Linked DNA regions of Mus musculus: all the other regions are linked to region 3. Evidence: chromatin contacts called from public ChIA-PET, capture Hi-C and promoter capture Hi-C data. All regions are on one chromosome and are shown on one strand. The core of a region is the stretch at or near the end of the contact, and the rest is flanking DNA. Distances in the headings are between cores, read along the strand shown.

Region 1 (2,700 bases), core at 68-2,567, 570 kb after region 3:
ATCTCAAGTGAGCAAGAACTCCGAGGTTTCACGGGTCCTGGGTCTGGTAGCCTTGTTTCATCCTGTGACTCAGAGTTTGGTAGAGGGGGTGACAGTGTGCAGTCTGGCAGGACAGCCAACAGGGAGGCCTCAGCTCTCTCACCTTCATTCTACCCACCAGTCCCTCTTACCAGAAAGATCAGTGACATGGGCAAAGATCTCACTGAAAGATAAAAAGATGTGATAGATCCCAAATCATTCTCTCCTCCAGCCACTTGAGCTCTGAAGCCTCTTCTCCCAGGATACCATTTTTTGCGGGGCGTCTCATGACTCTGCCACTGGAAAGACAGTGTGAGAAGGCCAACCCCACTGCTAAACGCAGCATTGCACAACATTGCTTGGCCATTACCAAAAGATCGACTTCTGTGGGCAGTAGGGTGTGGATGCAGAAGCCTGGCTCCCTGTTCTCCTAGGCTGAGGATGTGGGCGATGGATCTAGCCACATGGGGTCCTCACTGTCATACAGGTCTACTGGATTTCTTCATTAGTTGAGCACCTACTATTTGCCAGGCACAGCCTCAGCTCTCTAGAAGGTAGGAAAAGGGTGTGTGGGGGGTGGGGGAGGGTGGTGAACAGGATTGTGTATTTTCTAGAATTGAGAACTTGAGTTCAGAGGTAAATTTTTTGAACACCTTTTTCTTATAACTTGTGTTTTCCTTAAATTCACTTATTTGTTATGTGTCTGTGTGTGAATGGACCCATTCCACCGCTCTAAGTACGTAGAGATCAGAGGTCAGCTTTCTGGAGTCATTGTCTCCTTCCACCTTGGAAGTTGTGGGGTCTGAACGTTAGGCATCAGAGTTTAGTAACAAGCAAGCACATCGACCCACAGGGAAAGCGTCCCTGGGGCGAGTGGAGGTAGGGTTGAAGATATGGAGCCGACACCACGTGAAGACCAGGGGTAGGCAATTGCTGTGGCTTCGGAAATACAAACCTACGGTTCACAGGTACAGAGAAGGCACTTAAAACCACGAGACTGGATGAGGTCATCCGGACAAAGGATGTAGATCGACGAGAGAAGAGGCCAGACAGTGAACTGTAAAGCAAAGCAAATGACACCTCCACCCACGCCGTTCTCCAGAGGTGTCACGTGAATGCATCCAGAGGACACAGTCCCAGCACGGAGAACCGTGGCGGCTCTGGCTGTGGGCTCCTACAGCGGGGTCTACTGGGGGCGGCGCCTCACTCGGGCGTGGGCGGGGTCTCGGCTCCAGGCGGCCGCTCTGGGGCTTGCTGGCGGCTGGGGCGGTGACGTCACTGCATGACTGGGTTTTTATGAATGAAAGGAATCCTGTGCGTGAGTAATTCCGGGAAGCTCGCCTTACAACTGCGCGCGGCTCCAGCCCCCTTCGCCGCCTGCCCCATAACAAAACTCGGAGCGGCGCTGCGCGGAGCCGGGTTCCTAGTGAACTGCGGTCCCGATCGGAGAGGAGTGGGGCTCGAGAGCGGCCAAGGACCGCCACCGCGACAGCCGCGACAAGCACGCACTGAGCGCCGGGCCTGGCGGAGAGCGGTAAGGACGCGTCAGGGACGGGGACCGAGCTCCAGAAGTGTGAGCTCCGGGTCCTGCCTGGGCGGCGCGTGGTCCTCCTGCCCCTTCGGCGCCCCCTTAACATCAGCTCCCGGAGGGGCCTCCGAGGGGCTGGCTGGGAGGCGGTGCGCGGGCCCCGGAGGAAGCCGGGGCGGGGGCGGGGGCGGGGCGTGCACGTACGTGACTCGGTGAGAACAGTCCCTGGAGCCGCGCCCAGCACCTTGTGTGCGCGGTTTGTTTACGTCTCCCGGTGGCGTGCGTGCGGCTGTGTTCTTTGGGGAGCGTCCTGAGTTCTGCGGGCTGCGTGCACACGGTGTACTTCGGGGTGTGTGTTTGTGTGTGTGGCCGCACGCGCTCCTTGGAGACTGACACTAGCCCAGTGTATCTTGAAGTGGGTGCGCACCAGTGTCCACTGGAGCAAATGCGGAATAAGGACCCGAGCGAAGGAAGTGGCCCGATCGGTGGTCACACCAGGTCTGGAATTTTTCTCCCGCCCCTTCCACCCTCCGTCATCCTCCCCCTTTCCACCAGCCGGGACTGCCCGGTCCCTGTTGTCTCTGGAGTTTCCCCTGGCTGGAGCCATGTGACATCAGTGTTTGTTCCTCGCCCAGCGCGGGTGCCTGCAGCTTAGAATAGAGCAGAGGTTAGCGAGCCAGTCTTCTCCTGGCCACCTGGTGGATCTGGGAACCTAGTACATGGGAGTCCTTCCTTAGCCCCAAGTTTTCCGGCTCAGTATGGACTGTCCACCCCTGGATTGTCCCATTCTTCCAGTCTCAGGAGAAACAGGCAAGGCCAGAAAGTTTGTGACAGATTGGAGAACACAAGGCTCCCGGACTATTCTGTTGGCGACTGTGGTTGGTCTGGGTGTCTGAGGCTGCACCTGCTGGGTCCAGGAGGATGGCATGAGGCCCACTGTCACACTCCTCAGGTTGGACTCCTTAGACTGGACCTCTGTGTAGACCGATCGGTGGTCACACCAGGTCTGGAATTTTTCTCCCGCCCCTTCCACCCTCCGTCATCCTCCCCCTTTCCACCCTGGACCCCAGGGCTACTTAAATACTGGGCCAGCTGGCACACCTGGAGTCTACCCATGCCCAGCAAGATCAGCAGCCAGTGCTAACCCCTGATCT
Region 2 (2,700 bases), core at 127-2,626, 530 kb before region 3:
GAACTGCGGTACTTCTGTGTGCTGGGAGTAGGTCAGACCGTCCATTCTACGTTCCTCTACCACCCTGATCTATCTGTGCAGTGCAAAGGCCTTGATGAACATGCAGTCACTGGTGGAGTGTCCCTCTCCCACTTTCCTGTCCCCTCCTGTGACTTTCTTCATCCTCGTTTCTGTCTCCCCAGGAGCCCATGCCCTGCCTGGCCACGGGGAGGGCAGTTCTCACTGGGCAGACTCTATCCTGGGAGCTCTAGGTTCATCCTCTCTGGGCTGGGTCAGGGCCAGAAGATCCCTTCAGGGTGACAGGATGGAGGGGGGACATTTTAAAGTAAGGATCCTAAAACATTCTATATTCTTGGAGCCAGATCCTGAGGAGTCTGAGACTGCTTCCAATCCAGCCCCATTTAAGGTGAGAAACATAGGCCGTTCCAGATTCCTCAGGGGGAAAGCCCTGTCCCCACAGCCACGTTCCAAAGTTGGGGAGATAGGAGCCTGATTCAGGCAGGCTGGGCAGGCTGCCATCTCTCCTTCTGTCTTAGCATACCATCAAGTGGAGCTGGGGGTTGGGGGACATTCTCTGGGCTGCTGGGCCCATCCTCACTGTAGGCTTTGGAGAGCTCCCTACAGAACCAAGCATTAGAAGGAGCTGACGAAGAACTTCCTCCTTCTGCTCACATAATCTGGGTGTCCGCAGCGTAGTGCTGGCCTGGAAGAAGCCTAACACACAAACACACGTTTGGAACACACTGGGGTAGGGAACCCCGCTGGTGAGAGCTTGCCGCAGGAAAAGCCCGGAGAGTGGCAGGGAGGGTCTGGTGAGGACAGGTTTGTTTCTTAGAGGGCAGCTTCTGAGCTGAGACCTACAGGAGATAGGAGAGGAGCATTGGGAATGTGGTGGCAATGAGGGAAGAGAGATTGGGAGAGCAGGCAGCCCACGGGGCCTTGGGGATTCTGAAGCCAGCAGCGGGGGCTTGGGGCTTTTCTGAGAGCTGAGTAGGGAGGTGGAGGCAGATTGTAAGGAGAGCCTCTGTGTGGATGGAAGCTCTGGGAGAGCTGAATGTGGTATCTCAGAGCCCAGAGCCCCAGATGGGGCATAAAACAATGACTTCCTAGTATAAGAGGGAGGGGGACCAGGAGAGCTTCCTGGAAAAAGCACTATCTCCACCAGACCTTAGGAATGAATGGCAGGTCTTGGATGCTTGAGAAAGGGATTCAGGAAGAAGCCTGAGGAGGAAGTCCACAAGTGTCCTTGATGGACTACCCAGGGCTAAAACTGCTCTATGGTGGGTGGAGCTCAGCACCAGAGACAGGCACTGAGGAAATCCCCAAAGCCAGTGGCCTCACGCAAGCCCAGCACCCAAGGGTGCCACTTCCTCAACTGCTGTGCAGCTGGGAAGTGGCTGAGAAGACGTGTGAGGGCCAGGCAGCTCAAAGCCTGAAGGAGGTACTTCAAGGAGGGTCCAGAGAAGCTGGGCAGGGCGGGACCTCCTCAAAGGCTGCCCCTGGGGACACCCCAAGCTTCAGGAAGCTCTCAGATGCACATAGGAGGAAGTGAGAGGTGAACTCGGCCTGGATCTGGTTGGGCAAGGCCCCCATCCATCTGCTTTTCTGACTACCCACAGCCATGGCCCTGGCCCAGCAGCTGCGATCAGAGAGGTGAGAGTGTGCCTCTATTCCCTGCCAGGCTTTCTCAATGATCCCAATAGGCCTGGGGGGTGGGTATGGGGAAGTAAGAGGCTGTCCCTCCTGTCACCTGATATCAGTGGATCAGCACAGAGTCAAATTTGAAGGTCTTGCTGAATGATACTGCAGGAGCTGCATGCTCCAGCAGATGTTTCTAGAACCTTGACTTAGTAGGTCGGCAGTGTTATGCACCAGTAAGAAGCCTAAGGCTCAGAATGGGGAGTGGCTTGGATGTGGCCAAGGACCACAGGGTGAGTGGGTGGCAGAGCCTGGGAGCAGAGGTGTCCTGGGTGCTAGGCTTGGGTTCTGGGTTCCTGGTTCCACACTGCAATCAGGAGCGGCTCTTCCATCTGCCCTTCAGACTGAAACTGGCCTCTGCGTTTTCCTATCTTTAGGTTCAGATAGCCCAGGCTCTGCCGTCTGACCCCTCACTCCACTTCCTTGTCCTGAACAGGTCTTAGATGCTTGGCACAATGTTGGGGGCCGGGTCTTTGCTCTGCCTGCTCTGAGGGTGTTTTAGTTTTTTGGATCACAGTTGTGTCTCTGGGAGGCCGAACAGCCCTGGGACACACTGAGAGCTCACTACATCTGCTAAGAGCTCAAAAATGACCCAGATCTATCTTGGACAATGCTGACATTATACAGGTAGGGACAAGGAGACCTGATGGCCCCAAGCCCGGCCACCTCATTCAGTCAGCACTTGCTCAGTGTCTCTTATGGAGACAGCCCTGTGTTCCCATCTGCATGTGGAGACCCAAATGACAGAACCGTCCCCTGGATCAAGCAGAAAGCAACGTTAGGAAGCCAAGTGTCCATGTGAACTGCTTGAGAGTCACCAGAACAGGTCTGACTGACAAGACCCAGGTGTGAGCAAAGCACTCGTGGGATCTGGAAAAGGGGATGGGATTCCTGTAGGTCAAAGGTCAGAGGAGGTTTGTCTGTAACAAGAGTTAGTGTTGGGTGGGGGTCCTTCCATAGCTATAGAGAGTGTTACTGGGGTGCTAAGTAAGGCTGCATAAT
Region 3 (2,700 bases), core at 19-2,518:
CACTTCCGCTCACAGAGCCAGCAGCCACCATGGGGACATAGTGTGTGTGTGCACAAGTGCATGAGTTCTGCTACCTCCCCTGACGTGGTCCCCAATGCCCCCCATACCCACACCCATCCCTGGCTTTGCTTGATGGGGTCTTGAGTATGGGGAGAGAGACTCTGCTTTCAGGAAACACACTCATTACTCTCATGCCTTCTTATTACTGTATTTAGCATGCCTAGCCCTGTGTATGAGCACAGGTATACACACACACACACACACACACATTCCATATGCCTTGGCAGATCTCCCCTCACCTTGACCTCCAGCCCACACGACCTCACCCACTGCCTCCCATCCCAACCACAGCACAGGAAACGGAGAAGCTAGACAGGGCCCTCACACCCTGGGCAGCACAGCAGGGCAGGAACTGAGAGGAAGCCTCCCTCAAGCAGGCCCCACCTCCATGTCTCTCCAGCATCCACATCACACCCCTGCCTCACACAGCCCCATCCATGCCCAGAGCTGAGGTGCGCAGCTACTCGGTCCTGGTGGGTTTTCACCTTAACACCCACCAGAATCTTCAGGCAAGTTAGGGTCAAGAATCTAGGAGATGAGGGGGACCCAAGAGGAGCCTAGGACAGAGGTGCCACATGGAACCCAACAGAGATAGACCTGTGAGTCTAAGGAGGCCCTGGAGTGTGGCAGTGGGGATGGGGGTGGGCACGGAAGAAGTGGAGAGACCCCAGAAGGAACCACTCCCTGGTGGTCAGCTTTTCCCCAGACCACCAGGAAGACCCCTGGGAGCCCCCCAGCCAGGAGTGCTCTCTCAGACTTCAAGGCAGCCCCCGCCTGTCACCTGTTGCCTGATCCTGGAGACCCACGTGTCTAGTAGCAGGTCCAGGCGGGAGCGATGGAAGGCCCAGGTAGTCTTGACTGCGATGAAGATGTCGCCTAGCTGCAGCTCCAGGGGTCCTGGGTTCCGTTGGTTCAGCCTGAGCGCGCCCTGTATCATCCTCTGGGACAAACTTGAGTGGTATCGTAGAGACAGGAGCCCCACGCACAGGAGGGTAAAGAGGGCTCCCGCCATGCCCCGAAAAAGTCGGCAGTGCATTGGTAGCAGGCCCCCAGACAGTTCAGCCCCCGACTCCCCAATCAGTCTGGGGTGGGAGGCTGGTCAGGAGGGGGCCCTGGTACAGGCAAAAGTCTGGCAGGCATCGGGGGCACACACCAACGGGAAAGGAGGAAGCTGGGTCTCTGGACCCAGAGACTGAGCCACCACCGTCCTGCCAGCCGGCAGAGGCCACCAGCCCGCCACCTGCTCCTCAGCCCTCCCTCCGGGCCACTTAGCTCCTGGCCCCGCCCCTGCCTCAGCCCGAGGGGCGGGGCTAGGCCTGGGAAGCCCCAGAGGCAGCTGCTGGGAGCCACCCACTGGAAGAGGCACAGGGCCCTGCCAGCTGCTGCAGCCACACCAAACCCTCCACGAGGTGGGAAGAAGCCACTCCAGCCTTCCTATGCCTCACAGTCCTTTCTCTGGCTCCTAGAATAGCCAGGATCCTGTCCAGCCAGCCTCAGGTCCTGGCTCATTCTCCCTCCTGCTGGCCCTTCCCATCATCCACCATGCATCAGGCCTACATCTATCACAGGGCCATGCCCACCATAGCATGCTGCCTAGATTCTTGCTTTCTTTGAATCTTTACACAGACATTATTTCTGCCATGAGGCTTTTCCTGCCCATTTTAAACAGCCCTCCTTCCCAGCCCCCAAGCCTAGACCCTTCTAACTTCTTGCTGTATGGTGTATTTTACATATTTATTGTCTTACTTATGATACTACTGAGGCAGGGGGTATTCTCTTTTGTTGACTATCCAGAACCCAGTACGGTACCTGGTACATACTGGGCACTTGATCAATACTTGTTAATTATGTTAATTAAGCACAGGAAAGTGCTTGGTGGCTGTGAATGGATCTAAGCCTGCTAAAGGCTCCTGGAGCACTAGGACAATGAGGTGTCAGCCTCAGCCTGTCCCCTTCACAGCTCACCTCCTCAGAACAGTGCCACCAAGGAAAAGCCTAGGCTTGGGGCTGGGTTCAGATCCCAGCTAGGGCCACAACCTGGCTGTATGGCTGTCGACAAGATACCTCTATCATTTACGAAATGATGGTGAGGGACTCCAAGATGGCTCAGCAGGTGAAGGTGCTTGCCACCAAGCCTGTGGATGGACCTGAGTTCAATTCCCAGGGACATGCCCCCTCCAGCAAGTTGTTCCCTGGCCTTGTGTGTGTTGCCACAGCAAGTTGTGTGCATGCACATCTGACAGGTGTGCATCACCATAGCAAATTCCTTAAAGGGATCTCGGGGCAGGTGAGAGGTGAGAGGGCTCAGCAGAAAAGGCAGCTTGCTGACACGCTGACTGCCTGAGTTTGATTCCCAGGACCCACATGACAAAAAGGGAGAACGGCTCCTGAACCTTATATACACAGTGCACTCTTGCTATTGCATGCGCGCGCGCACACACACACACACACACACACACACACACACAGTGAACATTTTTGTAAGTGAAATTCTAACCTCAAAGCCCAAGGACACCTCTTCCAGTCTGTCTCTCTAGACTGCTCCCCCGGAGGTAACCATGCTCACTCTGGGGGCTGTCTCTTGGGGACAGCCACACACCCACAATTTGCCAGGCTCCTTAAGCCACTCCTGGCCTCCTG
Region 4 (2,700 bases), core at 69-2,568, 650 kb before region 3:
GCAGTGCTCACTTCCCGATGCCACCTCAAAGGGCCTCCAGGCTTGGTTCACATCAGTGGAACACATACAAGCCTCTTTCCATACAGGGGCATATGTGTCTCTCTGTCTGTCTTCCTATAGGTGGCTTTTGCACACAGACAGATATAGCTATGCAAATTCACTCCTTCATATTAAAGTCTGTGGCTAAATGCAGCTTGTATGACCTGCAGAGTTCCCCCCTCTTGTGTTTATTAATGTATCCCAAAAGCACATGCCTTCCTCATGTCCTAGTGTCCTGGCCTTTACATTGTGGGAGCCCCTCAGCCCACAGCACATGCGGCGCACATGCCCCAATGACTCTGCAAGATCAAGACCAACAGCTGACACCCCCACCCCATTTTTTCCCATTCCACCCCTCAACCTCTCCATGCCCTCGCCTCCTGCCTGCACAGTGCTGACTCGACTTGCTTCTGGGTGACAGACATGTCACTCTGCGTGGAAGCAAATCAGCGCTCGGTCTAACCCGCAAGTGACCGCTGTTGATTAGAACTTGGGCTTGTTTCCTGTGAGAGACACATGCATTTTAGACTTCGTAAACGTTAAAAACACACACATACACACAGCCAGCCACCTCGAATGGTACGCGGGGCTCGTAGACATTACGAAATGCTCTTGAACTCGGCTTGAGCTCCTAGAATAATTAGAATCTACCAAATAAGGATTCTTAGAAACAACAGATTTCTTTTTTTAAAGGGAGACTTGCAGATGGTGCTGGGCCTGTAACTTTTGAGGAGCGAGAGAAGAGGAAGAGCATTTTTTTCTGAATCCTTCATTGCAAAAGGCTGAGCAGCACACAGGGAAGCAATTATTTTTCCCTCCTCATAGGTGGCAAAGCCAGACCCAAAGGCAAACCCTAAGGACTCCAAAGCATCCAGAGCACATCTGAACTCTACAGACAATTTCCTGTTTTCACCATACCATAGATCATTCCAATGAGGAGGTTTGGGAGGACGGGGTGGAAGCCAAAGAGTAGAGAGTGTGGGTTCTGCTTATTGATTTTCTTTCCTCTGAAACTAACCCAGTCAACCTTGATCTGCAGCGGCAGCGGCGGAGGGAGTGAAGTGGGAAAATGGTGGAATGTGGAGGGGACTTATTTGGAGGCGGGGGGGGGGGTGTGGAGGGGAGGGGCGGCGTGGGAAGGGGGAGGAGGTTGGAAATCAAATACCTTCGAGGCAGCAGGTTCTCCATAATCCGGAATGGGTCATAACTTCCTCGTTCTTCTTGCTGGTTTCATTCTCACTGACACTTTTGGTCTTGCAAACCCCTCTGGAGTACAGCCAATAGTCGGTTCCCACAGCGATGGTCATCAAGCTGAAGGCAGCGAAAGCACCAACGGTGGTTAAAAGCATTTGAACACCTCGATCAAACAGCCCCATAATTCTTCATTATATAAACACCCAACCGACTTCTGGTTCTCAGGAGCGTGTGTGTGAGGGTGCGATTGGTAATTCCACTACTAATATAATGGATATATGTGTGAATAGAGAATATGGAGAGATATAAAAAAAGGGAGATAAGAAAGCTCACGGAAAAGTGTGTAAATTATAAAGATCACACGGGAAGAGAGGCTTGCCTTTTGAGATCAAAAAACTGTTCCAGTTGCAGCGATTTTTTTAAAAAAAGGGAAAATAAATAAAAAGACACCCCCCCACCCCCCCAAGTGAGATGCCTTAATCTCTTTTCCTAAAATTCTGGTCTCCAGTTTCCATATGTGATCGCTAATTTGGAGATGGCTTCCACAGCGCGCCAGGGTACAGCCGAATTCTCAACACCATCTCTCATGGTCCGGACCTAGACAGTTAGAGACTGGAAGAGCTGGGAAGCAACCTTCGGTCTTCGTTCGCGGCTCTGCGGCCTGCGCCATGAAAATCCGTGGCTTCGCCAGTTCTCTTCCTTGGGGAGGGAGGGGGTCCTCGAGGCGCCTCCGTTTCAGAGGAGACTGCCCAGTCTTCTGCAAGCCCTCGAGCTCAGCTGCACCGGTGAGGGGGTCTCGCCTCCCATGGTTGTGCCCCGGCGGCGGTAACGGCGGCGGCGGCGGCAGCGGCAGCGGCAGCAGGGTTGGCGGGCGCGGTGGCGGCAGGACGAGCAGCCGCGGTTATTGTTGTTGGCGGCGGGGGTAGTGTCGGCGAAGTGGGGGAGGGAGGGGGTTTCTCCCGGAGAATCGAGGCGGGGTTCCCTCCCCCGATCCGCAAAGCTCCTCGGAAGCCAGCGAGCGAGCGAGCGATGGGGCGCGCTAGCCGGCGTCTTGCAGCAGGCAGGCCCGCCCGCCTCCCCCGCTCACGGCCGCGCAGCCCCGGGCCAGGCGCTCCCAGCTACAGCATCGCCGTGGTGCTGAAACGGACAGCTCACCCCGGCCGGGCTCGTCCACTTACTGCATCGCCGTAGTGCTGAAGTGGACAGCTCCCCACGACCGGGCGCTCTCACCTACAGCATCGCCGCGGTGCTGGACTGGACAGCTCTCGGAGCAGGAGCGCCCACCTACTGCGTCGCCGTGGTGCTGAACTGGACAACTCCCCCACTCTGTGCGCTCCCTGCGCTCTGTAGCCGGCCAGGAGTGGGGCCCTGGCCACGGGGCCTCTGTCGTCCGCGGACGGGCCAGGCCAGGGCCAAGCGCAGGGCTGCCTGGCCTCCCGGACTCCTGTTCCACAGTTCCGGAATGAG
Region 5 (2,700 bases), core at 162-2,661, 600 kb before region 3:
CTTTGGATTACAAAGAAGAATCACGGAAGAGACAAGCCTCTGGACATGCCTGTAAGAAGTGTTCTAGTTTAGATTAAGGCGGGAAGGCCCGCCCCCAAAGGTGAGTGGCACCACTCTACAGGCTGGAGCCCCTGACTGAATAAAAGGGAGAAAGAGAGCTGAGAGCCAAGGCTCATGCTCCATTTCCTGACTGTTGACTTAACGTGGCCAGCCTGCCTCCCAGTCTTGCCACCATGCCTTCCTCACCATGATGGGCAGTCCTCTGGACCCGTGAGCACAATAAACTCCCAACTTCCGGTCCAGTAAGTTGTCACAATAAGAAGTAGCCAACACTCCTGACCCACAGGCAGAAGTCAGGCGAATCTGGGAATGGGGTGTACGACTTCCACTGGGGGTTCACCCATGGCAACACCACTCAGGGCTTCGGTCACATCAGGTCACATCACAGAAGCTACCTGGGGGCGCTGTGGCAAAAGGGTTAAATGAAATACCCCCACATGACACTGGCTGCAGTGTCGCCTCGGTAGACACATGTGCTCAGCTGTCAACCAGACTACAAGCTAAGCATATAGGCTTCCGAATGTTCAGACTGGCTCAAGGCAAGCCCACGAGTGTGAGCACCACCAGATCACTCTGTATATATCTATATAATACTCATCCACACTCTGGGCACTGTGCAGGCTATTTCCCTGACAGTCAACAATAATAAACATCTTACTTCCGGGGAATCTCTAAGTTAATGCTCTCAGATGCGCCACCCCATCTTCCTGACATCAGAGTGAGTGGGACCAGCAACGCTGACCCCTGACAAGTCCATGCTTGTACTTCGCTCAAGTTTGTTAAGTCTATCTGGTGAAGGTAGTCTCAAAATATGGGAGGGAGACCGGGACACAGCTGCATCTACAAATGTGCCCTAGGGGTGGGGGGAGTGTCCTGTGGAGCCCATTCCCCCGCCCCGCGCGCCTTCTAGAATCTGCTGTTGGTCACTACAGCCATTCCTAAGGGAGACAGAGAGTGGACGCGATGGTGAACCAAAACCGCCCGAGTTAGGACGGCTAGGGCTCTGGGGACCACGCGTTCAAACACATATAGCACTCACCTGCCAGGATGCATTTGGCAGCTAGCTTCACCATAGTAACCAGGTACTAGCGGAGACGTGGGGGTGGGGGACGCTGAAAGGGGGTTAGGATTCGGGGACAGCTGACACCAGGGCCTGAGGCCGTGATGGAGGGATGGATGATGGCCCGGGTGCTAGGGTTGGGTGGACGGAGGGCTTCAGGCCCCAGGCAGCCTGCAAAGGTTCCGGTGGGGCGGAGCAGAACCCGTTCCAAGTCCAGCCTTAGACCCGGCCCAAAGAAGAGTTGAGACACAACCACTAGTCCTCTGGTCCCAAGAGTCGCGCCAAACAGGCTCCTGGCAACCATCATCAACCCGCCTTCTCCCTCCATATTGTCTCCTGATTGGTTGCTCTCAAAAGCTCGGAGACCCCAGGCACCCAATAGAAGAAGGAGGCGGGGAAAACCGGTTCCCTTCGCGGAACAAAGCGGAGAGGTTTCTGCTCTTTAACTGCTCTCAGCTTGGCCAATGGCTTTAGATGCTGTCAATCACCGCTGGGCACCGCCTAGCGTCTCTGGAGACGCAGCCCAACCAGGATGCAGCCGGAGGCGGGAATTAATGGGGCTTTCTGATTGGCCAGAGCATGGCTTTAACCATCGCGAAGAGTTTGGGATTCGCTGCACCTTGCCCCTTCTTCCTGGGAATGGATTCGCCCACACTGAGAGGGGTGACGCCGCTGAAATGGCGCCTGCGCAGTAAAGGAAGCTGCTGTCGCGGGTCCTGGATGTTATTGGTATCTTTCCCCGACCCCGGGTGCAAAGAACATTTGGAGACCTAACCTTTGCTTCACGTCCAGAATCGAAATGCCATCTTTAAAGCCCAAGCATGTTATGAACCCTAAAAACTGAAATAGCGGGGAGGGAAAAATGTGCAACGTTGAGCAGTGAGGAAGACAGGAAGGCCCTGCATGCTTGCACAGCAAACAACTGCGGACAGCACCCGTGCTGTGCACCTTCCGGAAGGGGGAAAGAGCGAGGTCCTGATGGAAACTCACACAGTATATCCATATGTAACTATATATCACTTTATGTTATGTATCAGTTAAATTAAACTAAAATCTAAAATAGGCCTAATTTGACGTGATATCTTAATGGATGGGAGGACACGCCTCTCTCAGTCGGATTCCTCTGTTATGGGTGAATGGATGCTATCCTGGTGTTGCCCCTCATGAGGGGAGGGTGGGTAAATGCCACCTGACTTTCCTGGGAGCCCCTCTTGCTTTGCCACTAAGTGGGATATGGCTCTGCAAGGCATGTAACCTCTGGAACTCTGAAGATAGAAACCAACTCATGGGTACAGGAAGTAGGCGAGTGTCCATGCATCGGGGCGTTGTTACTGTAGCAAAACACCGGAGAGAAACTATTTAAAGGAGGAAAGGTTTAGTTTGGCCATTTGGTTGACCATCATAACAACAACAGCATATAAGCATATAGCCACCTCATGTTGGGAAAGGAAGAAATAGTTCCCAGGATATGCCCCCAAAGTCACATTCTCTTTCAACTAGGTTCCATTTCCCAGGCACCTCCCCATAGCCCATCACATTAGGTACCTGTGATGGTTTGTATATGCTCTGCCCAGGGAGGG

The links. ChIA-PET counts read pairs in DNA pulled down with a chosen protein or histone mark. Capture Hi-C pulls out chosen DNA fragments and counts their contacts.
Region 1: a contact with region 3 is called in an RNA polymerase II ChIA-PET map of memory CD8 T cells, with 6 read pairs. The contact joins the promoter of Maff here to the promoter of Mfng in region 3. A contact is called at or near these places in 2 of 115 datasets of contacts at active chromatin or transcription factors (memory CD8 T cells and pancreatic cancer cells).
Region 2: a contact with region 3 is called in a promoter capture Hi-C map of liver, with 3 times the contacts expected there. The contact joins the promoter of Ncf4 here to the promoter of Mfng in region 3. A contact is called at or near these places in 6 of 39 promoter capture datasets (the 3T3-L1 cell line, hippocampal neurons, liver and 2 more), 1 of 115 datasets of contacts at active chromatin or transcription factors (memory CD8 T cells) and 2 of 9 other capture datasets (adipose tissue and liver).
Region 4: a contact with region 3 is called in a capture Hi-C map of embryonic stem cells, with 2.4 times the contacts expected there. The contact joins the promoter of A730060N03Rik here to the promoter of Mfng in region 3. A contact is called at or near these places in 3 of 39 promoter capture datasets (the 3T3-L1 cell line and maxillary cranial neural crest) and 2 of 9 other capture datasets (adipose tissue and embryonic stem cells).
Region 5: a contact with region 3 is called in a promoter capture Hi-C map of adipose tissue, with 5 times the contacts expected there. The contact joins the promoter of Ift27 here to the promoter of Mfng in region 3. A contact is called at or near these places in 3 of 39 promoter capture datasets (the 3T3-L1 cell line, liver and neutrophils), 2 of 115 datasets of contacts at active chromatin or transcription factors (large pre-B cells and pancreatic cancer cells) and 2 of 9 other capture datasets (adipose tissue and liver).

The regions. Positions count from the first base shown.
Region 1 is chr15:79,346,203-79,348,902 of GRCm38.p6, forward strand. It overlaps Maff (v-maf musculoaponeurotic fibrosarcoma oncogene family, protein F (avian)), which reads left to right and starts at 1,318. Exons shown (of 3, transcript NM_010755.4): 1 at 1,318-1,552.
Region 2 is chr15:78,243,435-78,246,134 of GRCm38.p6, forward strand. Ncf4 (neutrophil cytosolic factor 4) reads left to right here and starts at 1,377. Exons shown (of 10, transcript NM_008677.2): 1 at 1,377-1,653. The coding sequence starts at 1,622.
Region 3 is chr15:78,772,177-78,774,876 of GRCm38.p6, forward strand. It overlaps Mfng (MFNG O-fucosylpeptide 3-beta-N-acetylglucosaminyltransferase), which reads right to left and starts at 1,269. Exons shown (of 8, transcript NM_008595.2): 1 at 842-1,269. The coding sequence starts at 1,096.
Region 4 is chr15:78,117,477-78,120,176 of GRCm38.p6, forward strand. A730060N03Rik (a long non-coding RNA gene) reads left to right here and starts at 1,319. Exons shown (of 2, transcript XR_875456.2): 1 at 1,319-2,700. It overlaps Cacng2 (calcium channel, voltage-dependent, gamma subunit 2), which reads right to left and starts at 1,804. Exons shown (of 4, transcript NM_007583.2): 1 at 1,205-1,804. The coding sequence starts at 1,415.
Region 5 is chr15:78,172,670-78,175,369 of GRCm38.p6, forward strand. It overlaps Ift27 (intraflagellar transport 27), which reads right to left and starts at 1,412. Exons shown (of 7, transcript NM_025931.3): 1 at 1,100-1,412. The coding sequence starts at 1,133.